Linked DNA regions of Mus musculus: region 1 is linked to region 2. A link is a contact called in public Hi-C data. All regions are on one chromosome and are shown on one strand. The core of a region is the stretch at or near the end of the contact, and the rest is flanking DNA. Distances in the headings are between cores, read along the strand shown.

Region 1 (5,158 bases), core at 1,501-4,000, 86 kb after region 2:
CCTGGCACTGGAGAGACAGAAGCACACAGTTCTCTTAGTTCCAGGACAGCAAGGGTTTCATAGTGACACCTTGTCTGAAATGAAATAAAATATAAAATACAAAATTAAAGTTATTTTCTGTTGTTTACTTGTGTTTTGGGTTTTGTTTTTGTTTTGTTTTTTGTTTGTTTGATGGTTTGTTTGTTTTTGAGACAGGCTTTCTCTATATAACAGCCTTGATTGTCCTGGGACTCACTTTGTAGAGAATCAGGTTGGCTTCAAACTCACAGAGATCTATCTACCTCTGTATGTCCTCCCAAGTGTTAGAGGGTAAAAAAAAAAGAAAGAAAATATGTAAAATTGGACTTGGTAGATGAACTGTGTGCTTTCTTAAAAATGACAGAGGACTGAGTGTCCCTAGAACGGCAAGGTGTGCTAGGAGGAGCCCATTGTCCAATAAGCTTATCCCAAATGGGGAAACTGAGGCCCAGAACACGGAAACGAGTTGCCAGGCTGTGCAAGCAGGCTAAGGCAAAGGCTGGCTTCTTCAGTGCTCAGCATCTTAACTTGGAGCAATGCCCCTCCCCATCACTCATTGGCAGGGTGTGGCTAGAGAGATGCCCACAAGCAAAGAAACTACAACCTCTGGATGTCAAGAATCCTCCCCCGACAAACCTCATACACCATCTGTGTGCACAGATGCACGTGTGGACACACACACGCTGACAGCTTTTCTCAGCCCACCCCAGCCAGGGTTCACCCATGGAGGCCTGACTCTGAGCCTGCCTGTCAAATGAGATAACCTCTCCCAGGGGCAAATAAACATCCAGTGGATGTTGGGTCAGAAGAATGCAGCCCTGGATTCCTTCGCTCCTGAGTCTTGGATGTCTGCCAGACCATGTCAAAGCTGCAGAGGCCTCAGGCCTCGAGAGTCCCATCGGGCACACCCCTTATTTTCTTACTGAAGGGACATCTCTGCCCTCCACAAAAAGACTTCTCCAACAGTGGTCCTTTCATGAGCTCTGGGGACGTGCCTCCTGAGCCCACAGGATTCTTCTGTGGCTCACCATCATGTGCAGCAGGAATTAACAGCTGGTCCCGACCACGGCAAGGATGCTGTGACATTCCACGTGGAGAGAAGTGGTTTAGATTGAATAGAAAGACACAGGGGAAACTCATTAGAGACCCCCTTTGCTATAAGTAGATATTTGTTTTGTTCTGCTTTGGGTGGAGCCAAATCTCAGAAAAATAGCACAGAGCATAAGATTAAGCCTAAAATAAAACACTTTCCACCTCAAGGGGGTGATATACGCCTTTAACCTCAGCACTCAGAAGGCAGAGGCAGGCAGATCTCTACTGTGAGTTCCAGACACGCCTGCTATACAGAGTGAGGTCCAGGACAGCCAAAACTACACAGTAAAACCATGTCTTGGGGGGAAAAAACAAAAACAAACAAACAAAAAGAAAACAAAAACAGACAGCACTTTGTCTCTAGCGTTAGTCATGGAACCCAGGACAGTGTACAGTCAGAGCGGCCCTATGCCTGAGACACAGTGCCAGCTGCCAGCCTTGGTCTTGGTTTGTGTTTGGTTTTTAAGGTTTTGAGGGGTTTAGTGGGTTGTTGTTGTTTTTTTTTAAGACTTTCTTGTGTAACTCTGGCTAGCCTAGAACTCACTATGTAGACCAGGCTGGTCTCAACCTTAAGAGACCCACCCACCTCTGCCTCTTAAATGCTAGAATTAAGGGCATGTGCTACCATGCCTGGCTCTTTCATGTTTTATTTCATTTATTTACTTATTTATTGGTTTCTGAAGACAGGGTTTCTCTGTGTAGCCTTGGCTGGCCTGGAACTCACTCTACAGACTAGGCTGGCTTTGAACTTATGGAGATCCACTTGCCTCTCTCTCCCAAGTGCTGGGATTAAAGGCATATGCTACCACCATCCAGCCTTTTTGAAATCTGTAATTATTGATGTATGTATTAATATGTACGTGTGAGTGCAGGTGCCCAAGAAGTCCAAAAAAGGATGTCAGATCCCTGGATCCTTTTGACATGGGAGCTGGGAACCAACCGAACTCAGGTCCTGAGAGAGAGAGCAGAAAGCACTCTTGCTAAGCCATCACCAAGGCCCCACATTTGGTTCTTTGAGACAGGATCTTATGTAGTCCAGGCTGTCCTGGAACTCCTGAGTCCCCCGCCTCCATTGCTCAAGGCCTGAGATTGCCTGTGTACACCACCATGCCCTTCTGGTTTGGTGTTTTGTTTTGCTTTACTTTTTGATGGGGCAAGTTGTTGGTTTTGGGTAGTTTTGCTTTTTACATTTTTCTTACTTATTTGTTTATGTCATATGGTGTACGTGTGTGAAAGTGGGCATGTACACTCTAGGGCATGTGTCAGAGGACTCCTAGGAGGCCGTTCTCCCTTTCCACACAGAATTCTGAGATTCAAACTCAGGTTATCAGGCCTGTACCACAGCACTTTTACCCACTGAGCCATCTCTCTGGCCTTAATTTTTAGTTTTTTGAGACAGGGTCTTAAGCTCTAGCCCAGGCTAGCCCTGAACATGCTAAGTCAGCTGCTTCACCTTCCAGCTGCTGGACTACAGGTGTGAGTCATCACAGCTCGTCTGTTTGTTGGTTTTGCTTTATCTTTAATTTTAAATATGTGGTCAAAAAAGGTAAAAGGGGTTGGAGAGATGACTCAGTAGTTAAGAGTCCTTACTGCTCCTGCAGAGGACCACCACGCTTGTTGGGTGACTCACAGCCACTTGAAGCTCCAGTTCCAGGGTTCTAGTGCCCTCTTCTGGCATCTCAGGGATATCCAAACACCTGTGAGCGTACCCACAGACACACATGCGCACAAAGATAAAATTAAAATGTCCTTTAAAAAAAGAAAGCAGCAGGCAAAAGATTGCTGAAGCTCCGTTCACACCTAAAGCTTTTTTATTTTTTAATATTTATTTATTTTATGCATATGAGCACACTGTGGCTGTCTTCAGACACACCAGAAGAGGACATGGGATTCCATTCCAGATGGTTGTGAGCCACCATGTGGTTGCTGGGAATTGAACTCAGGACCTCTGGAAGAGCAGTCAGTGTTCTTACCCGCTGAGCCATTTCTCCAGCCCACACCTAAAACTTAAGAGCAAGCGGCTGTGATACCCAGGACTTCTGCCTGCAGCTGTGGGTTGCTGCACACGGTCTCAGCCCTGAGGAGGTGGGAGAGAAGCATCCAACCAGCACTGGGACCGGAAGTGCTTCAAGAAGCTGCCAGTGTCTGGAAAGGGAAAGGCGAACCCCACCCGCCATCTTTACTCAGTTCTCCCCGCCACTTGTCACTTTCACTTAATCTTAGGACAAGTACCAGGATCACTTCTGGATGTGGATGCCGTGGCCTGGAATCCATTTCTGGAAACAGAGACTGTGTCATTGAATTACATGATACTCTTGCATGGCCAGCGAGCACGCGCCTGTGCGCTCACACATCCACTCAGCCCGAAGGCAGGACCCTCTCAGCAGGATCTGATTACACTGGCTTCACATCAGAATTACACGTGCAAATCGAATCCCACCGCAATCCCAGAGAGAAAGAGGCCCCTCCACGCTGACAGGAAAACAGAAAAGAGCTCAAGCTCCCTGGAGCGAGGCTCTCCCAGAACCTCCTTACAGCGCGACTATGAGAGCCACAGTTGAGTGCCTGTTGCTGGGCCCAGAACACAGGCCATACTTAGCAAATGTTTGATTAAATACATCATGGCGGGAAAAGGAAGACCAGCAATGGCCTGCTGCGGTTTAGAAAAGTGGTCCCCAAAGCCTTGTGTTGTTAAAGGCATGGTCCCAAGGAGGCACTATTGGGAGGTGGTGAGACCTTTATGTGGACCCTAGAGTGAGATCTTTGTCTGGGTTATGCATCCTTGAAAGGAGCTATACGACCCCAGCCCTCTCCACAGTCTCTAGGTTTCTTGGCAATAAGGTGAGAGGTTTTGTTCCATCATAAGCTCCCACCCTGTCAGGGTTCTACAGGAACCCTAGAAACGAGAGGTGGAAGAAATAGAGAGAAATGAGGGCTCTTACTAGTCACAAATGGCTGAGTGTAGCACGTGGTTGTGCTGAGAATCTTAGCATTAGATTCTAAGCCACAAAGCTGTGGAGTCCTTGACTAGAGGCAAACACCTGAGGAGTTTGTCTTCCCAACTGGCCCAGCATCTCCCTGAAGATGGTCATCCACCATCCTGAAGCCGTCCAACACAGTGAGGAGTGAGAAGACCCACCCTGGGCTTGGACCACAGCCTGTCTTCCTCACACGTGGTCCCATGGTGACCTTTATCCATCGCTCAAGACTGTAGACTGGGGCAGCTGTTGAGTTCTGTAAAAACAGCTTCCTACCCAATGTCACCAACTCCAAGCCTGCTTGGGACCAAGAAGAAAATTATCCCTTGTTATGGCACAAACTCCCAGGAAGTGGTGATGTCTGCATTTTCATCTGGTAAAAACTTATCCCAAGTTGTTCCCAATTTTTCAGTCTTGTAGCTGGAGGGAGGGGTTTCATATGCCCCCAAACACATGCAAAGTTGTTTGTTTGTTTGTTAAAGATTTACTTATTAGCCAGGTGTGGTGGCACACGCCTTTAGTCCCAGCACTCGGGAGGCAGAGGCAGGCAGATTTCTGAGTTTGAGGCCAGCCTGGTCTACAAAGTGAGTTCCAGGACAGCCAGGGCTATACAGAGAAACCCTGTCTCGAAAAAAATTTAAAAAAAAAAAAATTTACTTATTTATTTCATGTGTGTGGGTATATTGTCACTGCCTTCAGACACACCAGAAGGTGGCATCAGATGCACATTACAGATGGTTATCAGCCACCATGTGGTTGCTGGGAATTGAACTCAGAACCTCTGGAAGAACAGTCTTTACCACAGCTCTTTACCGCTTGGCCATCTCTCCAGCCCTGTTTGTTTGTTTTAAAGAAGAAGTGGAGTGATGGCTCAGCAGTTAAGAACACCTATTGTGCTTGTCAAGGACCCAAACCCATGTTTCTCAGCACCTATGTCAGGGAGTTCACAACTGCTTGTAACTCCAGCCCCCTCTTCTGGCCTCTCCAGGCACTGCATTAATGTGCACATATCCTCACACCCACACACATAATTAAAACCAAAATACGTATCAGGGCTAGTGAGATGGCTC
Region 2 (5,525 bases), core at 438-2,937:
AAACAGGGGGAACTCTGGCGGCCAGAAGTCCCACCGCCCCTAGGTGGAAGATCACTCAAACTGGAGAAGACCCAAAAAGGCTGACTAGGCAAGCGCAAAGGCCAAAGCCCTTCCTGTTTGTTGCATCCAAAGCCTTGAGATTGTCTAGCCCATCACCCTGTCCCAGACTAGATCCAGACTAGGAGCAGACTAGACCCAGCCTTGAGCTGCCTTTCCACCCCACTTTTCCCTCCAGTGGTCTACTGTTTCTCCAATTAGTACATTAATTGAGGTAAATAATCCTTTCCAATAAACCCATGGGAATCGAGTAATTCAGATATTCATAATTAAGCAAATGAAAGAATGAAGCCTCGACTTGTATTGGGTTTTTGTGTTTGGGTTTTTTGTTTTGTTTTGTTGCTTTAAAAACTGTTTTGGGAGAACATCACACGTCAGTGCAGTATTTAAGTCATTTCCTACTTTCATTCTCAACCTGGCTTCCAGAAGGGCCCAGGGAAGACTCAAAACACCTTCAGATTTAAAACAAACTATAATATAGAATATAGCCCCTTCTTGGAAGCCCAAGGTTTTCAATTCATCTTGTAAGGCCCTACGATCACTTTTAAAAAGCAAAATTCTATGTTCACTCAGCAATGACTGTGCACACAATGGCAGACTGTGTCGACCTCAGAACTCTCCCTAGTCTTTCAGAGTCCCACCCAGAACACAGCTCAGTGTTTGCAGGCCTGTTCTTACTTACCCCAGCCCGCACCCTTAGCTGGAACTTATAAGCCCCGGGACTCACCAACTCCCTTTTCCGCTTGCTTTCGCGACCACCATCCGTCTTTTTGAGTTCAGCCTTGAAGGCCTCGGGGTCACCTGCTTGTGCATCCTTGGCCAGCACGTCCATCAAGTAGGCGATGTAACTGGTAGCCAGGCGCAGAGTCTTGATCTTGGAGAGCTTGGTGTCGGCGGGCACATTGGGGATGCACTCACGCAGCTCCGCGAACGCGCTGTTAATGCTCTCTGTGCGTCTCCTCTCCTTCTTGGGTCCTGAGCCTTTTCGTTTGGGCAGGCGGCTTCCAAGAGCCTCCAGCCGACCTGGGCTCTGACTCGGCCTGGCATCGGGACCATAGGCAGCCGCTGCTACTGCGGTGGTAGGTGGTGGCCCGCCGGCAGGGAAATCTGGGGCAGCATCAGCCGGGCTCAGCAGCCAGCTCTGGAAGTAAGGCCGCTCCTGGTGGCAACGCGAGGCCGGGCCAAACAGGAAGGGTTCGTGGAGCATGGGGTGCGGCGGGTGTGAGTGGTGATGATGGTGATGATGTGCGTAGCTGCCCACGAGGTTCATGTTGGAGAGGCTCCTGGCCTGTGCTGTCAGCCCAATTAGCACCGCCCCATGCGCCCCACAGAAGGGGGTCACCGTGGGCTCCAGAGGCAGCGAACTGGCTGGGGTTTGGAGAGTCCTGAGCGAGCAAGGCTGGAGATGACACGAAGGACCTGCCGACCTCTTGAAGGTTTCTGTAGGCAACGAGGGAGAAGGGTTCAGACGTCCAAAGACCGGGTTTAACCCTTCTGCGGACTTGCCACCAGGATCCTGCTTATATAAGGCCTCGGCTTTGATGTCAACCTCTAGCCGGAGCCAATGGCAGGAGGAGGGAAGGGGGTGGCGGTCCCAAGTTTTATGCTCAGCAAGCGCCACACAATTCTAAGCTGACCACAGGGACTGAAAACCCGCCCCGCCTATGTCCCTCCCCTCTCCCAGTTCCCCTCCTGGAAGGGCGGGGGCTACGAACTTGAGGCCAGGCCTGCTCACTCCCTGTACTGAACCTACCACCCTTTCTTCATGGATCCAAGGAAAGGATTCTAGAATTATCCCTTGAAAACAGACAGAGCCTCATCAACACACACACACACACACACACACACACACACACACACACACACACACACACACACACTTGATTTCACAGATAGGGAAACTGAGGACCAGAACAAATTGTTGTTTTTAGGCCTGAAATTCAGAATAGGATATGCAGCATTCCTGAACCCGAACTGCTCATCGTGGGAGCCTGAAGGCCATTGGGCCCAGCAGGGAAGTAGGCTAGGCCCTAACACCTATAGCCCCACCTTTAGGTCCCCTGCTTCAGGCAGGACCTGGAGCTGCTGCCCAACAAGGTGGTCTCCTGAGATCCAGTTCTCGCCCAGCTGCGGACTTCCAGAAGAGCCTTCAGAGGCCGAGGTGGAAGTGGGAGGGAAAGGGAGCGGGGCTTCCAGCTCTTGGGCACTGACCAGTTTGTTCCGGGCTTGGGGGTTGGGGGTGGAGACGGTGGCTGATCTCTGCTCCTCTAGCCTCTCAGGCGCCTGGTTCGGTGTAAACGCCGGCAGGCTGAGCTGGTGGCGAGGCAGCCTGGCGGCGCCTTGGCCCCAAGGCATCTCTGTGGCAGGACTCCCCGGTGTCTTCGGAAGATTCGCACGTAGGGCTAAGGAGCCGGCGACTGCTGGGCTGCTCACTCCATCTGGCTCGCCACCTGCATGAAAATCTTTGATCCTATAAAGATACTTCCACTGAGGCTCACACTGGAAGAAACCAGCCCACCCCCACCCCTGATATCCACGGAGAAACAGCCTAGGCGCTTCACACTCACTCTGCTGAGGCAGGGAATATCTGTGCAACCTTGTGTTGCTCCCCATCAGCCTAGATTCTCCAAGGTGGGATTCCACAAAGAGATGGCTTTCCAAGAGTTGATAAGAACGTGGGAGACCAGGCTTTTAAGCTTGAAACTCTGGGTCTTCTTCATCTTTTCATTAAGGTCCCTGTCCCTAGGACCCCCTCCATCCTCACCAACATTTCTGGTCTCGCTCCTTCCCTAGGTGGGCTTGTGCCTATCAAATGTCAGTTAAGGGGGGAAATGAGATGATGTCAAATTCTTTTTAATTCGCTTCTGATCCAGCCACTCGAAAGTTGCTCGCTGAGGCCCAGCTTGTGTAAGACAATTACCAGGCAGGGACAGTGGGAGAGAGGCCACCGTGCGCAGACGGGATGTGAGGCCCAGTAGCAAGTGGGTAAGTGAAAACGAATGTGGAGTAGGTCGTGGGCTCAACAGATGACAGTCCCTGTGTGTGAAATCCTAGGAATGTGTGCGAATTGTGATTTCTGCGTGTCTGTGAGAGTAATCTCGCTTTGAGGCGTGGATGGAAGCTCAGTCGCTGAGGTCTGAGCCCCAAGGTCCCACCTGTGAGAACTGGTTGTGCAAGAGATTGTGAGCGGCAGTGGAAAGAGATCCGGAGAACCTCACTTTCCTGCCCCAGGCGAACTGGAAACCCGCTGCTTTTGCAGGCGCCTGGCGCCCGCAGCGCTGGGGTTGGGCTCAGCCAGGGGCCTGGGGAAGGCTCCCCGGGAAGGCGCCGGTTCCGCAGCTGCGCAGCTGCTCCGCGGGTTCTTGTGCCCTGCGGGTTGGGAGTCACTCTCAGAATGAGGGAACCTGGGTGGAAAGGGCCTGGATTCTCAAGACAGCACAGTTCTGACTCCAGCAGTCTTCATCCTGGACTCCATGACAGGTCCATACATATACACAGGCTCATCCCTTCGCCGGCACACACAAACACCGGCGTGGTGTTCTTACAGATGTCTTCCACCTTAGCAATAATACAGTGATATGGCATGTGTACACTAATGCAAGATCCACACATTCCTGGGATTATTTTCCCCTACAGGATGTCTGTCATCCTCTGAGTGGGTTACACATTGGAGCTTCCGATTTGGGTACTCAGGGATACACGAAGGTCAGTTTTATCAGAGGCTCACTGGATGTAGGGGTATACACATGTTCTCATAATATTTTTTAGTTACACTGAATTATTTGTGGGGGACACATGCGTGCTATAATGTGCGTGTGGAGGCCAGTTCTCTCCTTGCAGTACCTAAATCCTTGGGATTAAACTGAGGTGGCCAGCCTTGGTGACAAGCACCTTTGCCCACTGAGCCATCTTGCCAGACCACAAGCATTTATTTTATTTTAACTAATTAATTAATAACAGAGTCTCCTCCTGCCTCACTGAGTGATCTGGGATCTCAGGCAAGGAGGTCACCACCACCACACCCAGTTTCCCTTTGTACCCTTTTTCAAATTCTTCAGAGTTATATCCATAACACAAACTCTCAAAACCCCCAACTTTCCTGGGGAGCTCAGTGGTACAAGTAGCCTGAGGTAACTTAGGAGACTGAAGCTGGAGGGTAGAGTCGTCCAGGAGTTCCCTTAACTGGTGGTCAGCCGTGGACAAAAGTCAGGAGCGAGGAGCTAAAGCTAATGGTTTTTCTGGTTTTAGTTCTGGATTTGTTTGTTTGTTTGTTTTAGTGATGGATAAGTGCATGAAATAGATTCCATACTGAAAGTGTAAAATTTAATGTGAAGTGTTGCAGTTTCTATTCCAAATGCTTATTCTAACTGTATAGAAGTTCGTCAAGTTATACAGATGTTGGGTCTGGTTATTTTGGGTGTGAGATTCTTTTCTATTAATTTGTACATTTTTTAATAATAACTTTTTTTTAAAAATAAAATAAACATCAGACTGGGCAGCACAAAAAGCCACTCTCAAAACCAACAATAGCATCAGCCTTCCCCCAAACACACACACACACACACACACACACACACACACGCACACACAAGAAAAAAGAACACTAGACAACATGTATATAGACCCACAATAGTTCACGGATAGACATTCTCATCCATTGGCAGGCTCCACTGCTCCATGGCAACGCACAGTCTCCATATTCAATCTGACCTGCATGTGCCTCCTGCATAGTTTCCAAACACCCTGCACACTCGGGGTTTGCACGTATATACAGTCTTAGAAGATTGTCACATTGACAAAATGAAATTGTACATCAGTGCTCATATTATCAGGTCACCCACAAGGACAATGGACACTCACACAGGGTCACACTAGCATCCATATAAAAAGGCATAGCTTTTCCCCCCAGCAATGGGAGGCCCTCTTTCTTGACATTACACAGATCACTTAGGCCTGCATATCTGGCCTAAACGTTGCAGTAGAGAATGGATTCAAGTACAAGGTAAGAGCCGTCCCCCACACCCCACAATCCCAGGGGACCCCTGAAGACTCCCAAGTCACCTGCCTTCCCAATGAGTGTTTAAAAAGGAGAATGCCTTCCAACCTCCTAAAAGTGGCTCAGGAATTGATTCAACAGGGTCTTGTGCAAGACCTGGTGGGTCTTGGCATAGGACACTCAAAATTATGAATATCAAAGAGAGGACAAGGTTTCTAGACTCCAGGCCCAGCCTTCCTAAGTGTGTTGAGTGACACCTGGGGCTCAGATGAGCCCAAGATATGGGGGAGGGGGGGACGGCTGGAACAGTGGACTGTGGTTTTCTCTTTCCTGCCTCAGGCTATGCAATAATGTGGGGGCTTGCATGAATTTTGATAAAAAAAATGAGGTTTCCAGCTGTTGGTTTGTGGAGTTGTTTGGTTGTTTGGTCTCCCGATGCCCAGGCTGTAGCTCAGGTGGAACTTAAACTCCT

What was found. A called contact is a pair of places that touch in the nucleus more often than the background predicts.
Region 1: a contact with region 2 is called in a Hi-C map of trophoblast stem cells, with 4 times the contacts expected there. The contact joins the enhancer-like site here to the promoter of Hand1 in region 2. A contact is called at or near these places in 21 of 39 promoter capture datasets (the 3T3-L1 cell line, 3T3-L1-derived adipocytes, the C10 cell line and 11 more), 5 of 15 datasets of contacts at CTCF or cohesin (embryonic stem cells and large pre-B cells), 84 of 484 Hi-C or Micro-C datasets (the 63-12 cell line, 8-cell embryo, B cells and 30 more), 31 of 115 datasets of contacts at active chromatin or transcription factors (the 230-238 cell line, CD8 T cells, the SCID.adh cell line and 18 more) and 4 of 9 other capture datasets (adipose tissue, embryonic stem cells, liver and 1 more).

What each region holds. Positions count from the first base shown.
Region 1 is chr11:57,915,416-57,920,573 of GRCm38.p6, forward strand. The region is part of intron 3 of Gm33078 (a long non-coding RNA gene); the gene reads left to right. Among named protein-coding and RNA genes, the nearest start is that of Gm33078, 6.3 kb to the left of the region's middle. Within about 2 kb of position 2,751, at least 18 of the 459 cell types and tissues checked have an H3K27ac peak or open chromatin away from gene starts, as enhancers often do. A contact at or near this core is called in the HL-1 cell line, the N1E-115 cell line, craniofacial prominence and 2 more, where this site is marked.
Region 2 is chr11:57,830,460-57,835,984 of GRCm38.p6, forward strand. It overlaps Hand1 (heart and neural crest derivatives expressed 1), which reads right to left and starts at 1,688. Exons shown (of 2, transcript NM_008213.2): 1 at 785-1,688. The coding sequence starts at 1,327. Gm32915 (a long non-coding RNA gene) reads left to right here and starts at 1,649. Exons shown (of 3, transcript XR_003949681.1): 1 at 1,649-3,042.